2 separate regions of the Gasterosteus aculeatus genome follow, and region 1 is linked to region 2. The links are chromatin contacts, called in public Hi-C maps. All regions are on one chromosome and are shown on one strand. Each heading gives the region's core, a stretch centred on a gene start, on an enhancer-like site or on the middle of the called end of the contact. The rest is flanking DNA. Distances are from core to core; before and after follow the strand shown. Region 1 has its middle 13 kb from the start of egr1. Region 2 overlaps reep2 (receptor accessory protein 2).

Region 1 (2,700 bases), core at 170-2,669, 82 kb before region 2:
ACCTGCTCTGAGCTACAAAGCCGCTCACTCGCCCCCCTTTGCCATAAATCAGATAATGCAACAGAAGCGGCGGTGCTGTGCTTTATGAGAGCGATAGAGCTACAGCGAGGCAACCCGGTGCTCCCACTCCCACGTCCGAATACAATTGAAAGTGGTACAGATGAAATGTACCACTCAGGGCTAACTACAGCTGCAAGATAAATACTGCGCCACACACGGCTGCGGTGGCAGACGAGGATTTGTCTGTGTGTGGTGGACCACGGGTGTGCACGTTACCAGATGTGCACATGACACGAGCACGTTTGTGTTGGTGGACGATCAGTTGCAGCTTGTGACTGAGATTAGGAAGTGATTGAAGGGCCTGGTCGAGTAACTATTTCTTTTCCTCCTTTGCGGCAATGAAACAGTTGTCGTCCAGTAGAGCAAGTCCGTGTTCCAGCATTGAGCTGTTATCTTCAGCTAAGGGATAACTACAATCAGCACGTTTACCTGGCAGGTAATCAGGACTAATAAGAAGCACTACTCGGCTGCACTTAGTCATGAGTTGCAACTGAGCTTGATGGGAATATTAATAGTTTTGCAGATATTCTTGCTGTGTATGACCAGGAGCCATTCAGCTCGAAATGCAGAACGAAGACAGTAGACCTGGCCAATCAATAATACAAGCACTTCATATCATTCGTTGTGGAATTTCACATACCCTGAGTTATCGAGGAGTTTCGAATGTTCGTAGAAGTAAGAGAAAAAGAAAGTTAGAACACACATTTTTCTATGTATATAATTGTCCAACTTAATGAAAGCACAGTGAAACCCTCCCATAAGCTCCATAAATGTCGCAAAACAAGCATTGTCAGACAGTTCCAGACGTGGGCGGCGGTTGAGACAAAACAAGTGTCTCTGTATATTATGGCGATGTTATAGACAGTTTCATACATGTTCCACCCTGAGCTGTGGCGTTATAATGCATTTACTAGTCTGTAAAACAGGTCAAATCACATGACTGGAAAGAACAGGATGAGGTTAACTGCTCCATTGACACAGCAGCCCCTCCTGAGATATTCAGACCGATAAAAAGGAGACAGAAACGTTATACATTACAAAGAATAATATACTATAGATGTGTTAAATCAACTGTGTTGTAACATGCTACATTATTTTTCTAGTGGATGGACCAGTGTAACGTAATACACACATGCACACATAAACACACACACACCTAGCAAGGAAGGATTGTACTGAGACAGCTTGCCGAAGGGCAGCCTGCCAAAAGAGTGGGAGAAAGAGAGAGAGAGAGAGAGAGAGAGAGAGAGAGAGAGAGAGAGAGAGAGAAAGGGCAGGAAAGTCCTTACATAGCCCACAGGAAGAGCTGTGTCAGGGCAGGAAGCTCCTTGTTTGGGCATGGAGGTTTCCTCTATTTGTTGGCTTCTGGAGTGCGGATCACATGGAGGCTTAAGGGAGGCTGCAGAGGTGGCGGCGGGCCTCCGTTCGGGTTGGGCCGGGCCTGCTCTCTGGTTTCAGCGCTCCCTCCGCTCTGCTTCTCTCTCCGCACAGGCCTGCAGCTAGCGGCTTATTGCTGCAGCAGACGCTTCACAGGGCAGTTCTCTGCATCGGTGACATACGTTATGGAAATGTGCCGTCTATAATGTAGCGTGACACGTGTCGCTCTATTAGGATAATCATGTATTCATCATGCATGGATCATTAAGGGGCCAAGGCATAGTGTTGAACACCTATTTGTGTTACTATTACAGTTGTGACAACACATTTGCATTTACTGACTTCGGGTCTTCAAGATTTGGGCTGTAAGTCCACTATTTTTGTACAGACGGATATGTTTCTCCATCTATGGGATGAATTGCTTTGAAGTTTGATAGAGATACACATCGATACCTGGAGAATGAATCCTACAACTTACTCTTACATTCCTCTTACTCTTACATTCAAAATGTTTAATTGGACATTGTTTTGGTTTATGACCAAATGGAGTAACTTGAAAAGCAATGACATCTGCATTAGTGTAAGCTGAATGTTAGCATGGTAACATGCTAAGATAAAACAATGAAAATGAGGCGTAAGCCTAATATCATCATGTTGCCATTCTGCAGCTGGAACTGCACACTCACTCACTCAAGAGTCACTTGAGTAATTACCAAATCTCGTTTTGCTTTAGCGGAACTGAATACAACACGCAACGGCATGGATGTATGAAGGACTTTCAGTGATTCATTTCAGAAATAAATCCCTGGATCTTCTGGCGATTTTGCTCAACCATGAGGGCCACTCAAGTGTCTATAAGTCAAAAGGAAAGGTATGTTTGGCCACAAATCAAGAAGTTGTAATTACACTGTTTACGCTCATGACGTGATGGCGCACGGGATGGTTTTGTTTGTCTCTCGTGTAACACCGGCAGCGTGGCAGGTAGCCGTATCCTAGAAACGTGAAGCCAGTCTGGAAGTGGCTTGGACATCTCTCTACTGGCCAGAGTCGGCCTCTCTGGTTGACCAATTAAGTTTGATTTGACAGAAGTCCTAGAGAAAATAACCTCAGTAAACATTATAAACGTGAGTTGATGCTCTCATTCAGTAGTTTTAAGTCTTCATTAATGCAGAATTAATTTAGTATATTATAGTCCCGTCTCCTGTAGAATTTGGGTTATTTAAACTGCTTGTACAGTAAGTAAGTATTAAGCTCAACCCTCTC
Region 2 (2,700 bases), core at 200-2,699:
TGCTAATTTCAAATATGTCAAAACAAATCCCACATACTGAGAACCACAGCTCTGGATAGTCACAAAATGTTTAACTAAATAAAAAGCAGTAACAGATTGAATTTCCTTTATTAGTAGTTTTGGAAGATGTGCAACCTTGTTAGATAACATGTTCCCAGCTAACACACTGCAATGCTTTTTTGACAAGGAACTATGAGAATTGGCAAAGAAACATGACACAAAATGAAAAATCCTGTATTTAACACGGATTTTAAAACAGTAAATAAATATCAAAAATTGGCATGAACACAAGATTAAAATGCAGGGCTGAATCTTGATGAAATAAATAGAAATAAAAGTATTTTCACATAAATGTAATTTGCTCCAAAGAGATGTTAACTTTTGGCTATACTTAATTAATCAGAGTAAAGCACAATGCAAGATTTGACTACACAAACATCAGCTTAGACCAAGTATAGAGGTTTCTTGGTGATGGAGGCAAGTAAAAATGAATGAAAAAACTAAACATGTTAAACAAAAACATCACTTCTTCCAGTTTAAGAACATAAGTCGTCAAGACGAAGACTTATTTTGAAAAGCACACAAATGATTAATTAAGTCAATGGATTCCAGCCCAGAGAATGAATAAGGCAAGCAAGCTCATATTGTGTGTATATACAGTCAAGGTTACTATTTACAGTGTGTTTACATATTGTTTAGTAACTCTGCCGAGAGTTGCGGTGGGGTTTGTCTCCCTCTACTGGTCACACTACAGACGGCAGTAATGAGTGCAGAAGTAGTATCATGCTTTTCAATTGCTCCTTAAAAAAAGAACTCCGCAGCAGACAGCGACCAAGCGAGCTGTTCCCAAAAACAGAATTCCAATGTGTCTCCAGAAGCACCCGGATACTAATCCGACACTTCCTCCACATCTGGAACAACAGCAGAGGACTGAGGAAATAATTCCCCCGTTCACCTGATGTTGGTTTCATTGGTTCCATATTACATCCTGGCTTTTAATATATGGTAAGGAGGCAGAGCGTGAACCACGCAGCAGGGTGAGAGGAGTAGGAAAGTGCAGAGCTTCTCCGTGACCTTCTAATGTTGAACAAAACAATATACCGACGTCACTACCGCGGTAAACACAGATATGTCACCCGACAACTTTTTAATGTCTGCCGTAATTACCGGGAGAGTTTCAGCAGAGAGTCTGACCATATTCATAATAATCACATGACCAAATGACCCTGTTAAAACAGAAGTGTAATACTTGAGAGTGAGGTCTAGATGAAGAATAACACTCAACAGCCATTCCCATCAGTCGTGATGTAAACTACTGTTAAAGTCACATTAGAGCAGTCAGGCTGTAAATGAGAGCTGAACTTAGCAGAGCCAGACTCAACCAGAGGACGTCTGACTTAATGAGCCATGAGGCCTGAAATGCAGTCAGAGTTTAAAAGAACCCAAACAGGTTTGATTACAAGTCATCCTGTAAAACCAGACAGGTGCACAACTTAGGACACAGTGGTGATACTATGAGCTGGGGAGAAACTATTATGCCTGACAGAGAATTGTGGATGTCAACAACTATTGGCCAATGCTCGACACGTCCGACCACCTGCTTACTCCTCAGCGAAAAGAAAAAACTCCGGGCACAACAAACTTAAAGCCAACTGGTGATGTCCGTGCTATAGATGTGAATCCACACTTGTAGCATGCACACAGCAAAAAGATGACATCTGTATTATTCTTATTTTAAAAACAACCACGTAGCAGCAATCTGGAGGACAAATAGATGAAAATCTACAACCAATAGTGAAGAATGTAATATTTAACTTGACATACTTCAGCAAAGTGAAAACTGCAACATGGTGACGGATTTATCATTAATCGTTATTAGACTTAAGAAACATCCCTGAATGCTGAATCCAGGATGAACCCACAGGAAGTGTAAAATAACAGAACTGATGCTGAAAACCCCCAAACCTGCACTTCTCTAAAAGGAAACACTTTCATAATATAAATAAAACGTATACAGTGTCTGTGTGGACACCAAACGGGGTAAAGGGGCCTGCAGGATGAGAAGGTGTAGCCCGGTGAAGGTGGATCGCAGCCCTCACGGTGGCGTCTCTGCATTAGTAGTCGGGACCTTTTTCTTGGTCGGCTTCTTCGCCGTCTTGGTTTGCGTCTTGGAGAGTGAGGATAGGGAAAGAAGGCAACAGTAAAGACCGTGTGATAGAGTTTATAACAACAACAAGAGAAAAAGAGACAATAGCGAATAGAAATAATGGAGATGAGGTCCAAAGGTTTTCGACCTGGGATGTTGGGTGATGCATCAAATGGAGAGTTGTGTCATACAGTTATAAGTTATCTTCTATGCTTAGGAGGAGGTTGGAAATATTTTAAATAATAACTTTACTGATGACATCAGGGTTATTTTGGGTAAGGTGTGGTCATATTACATTTCCTCTGAACAAAACTTCGCCAAAATGGACAAGATGTCCCGTTTCTAATGGGCATAATAAATATATCAGATTTATCACAAACTATAAACCTTTTGAAGTCGACAAAGTGTGAGTTTATAATTTGTTTTCTATTGATTTCCAGAAGAGAAAAAAAAAAGAATTAGAATGTGTGTATAATCTTTCCATCTTCCAACCAAATGCAGCGTGTTGCATCTATTGTTAGGGCTTCGATTTAAGGGAATGGGAAACGGAGCGA

The links. Hi-C and Micro-C count contacts between places; a contact is called where the count stands out from the background.
Region 1: a Hi-C map of skeletal muscle shows a contact between it and region 2, with 4 times the contacts expected there. The contact joins two enhancer-like sites. A contact is called at or near these places in 4 of 6 Hi-C or Micro-C datasets (blood and trunk muscle, liver and skeletal muscle).

The regions. Positions count from the first base shown.
Region 1 is chr4:11,821,995-11,824,694 of fGasAcu3.hap1.1, reverse strand. No RefSeq gene overlaps it. Among protein-coding and RNA genes, the nearest start is that of egr1, 13 kb to the right of the region's middle. Within about 2 kb of position 1,419, at least 8 of the 9 cell types and tissues checked have open chromatin away from gene starts, as enhancers often do.
Region 2 is chr4:11,740,235-11,742,934 of fGasAcu3.hap1.1, reverse strand. It overlaps reep2 (receptor accessory protein 2), which reads right to left. Exons shown (of 8, transcript XM_040174543.2): 8 at 93-2,167. The coding sequence ends at 2,096. Among protein-coding and RNA genes, the nearest start is that of reep2, 7.2 kb to the right of the region's middle. Within about 2 kb of position 1,449, at least 3 of the 9 cell types and tissues checked have open chromatin away from gene starts, as enhancers often do.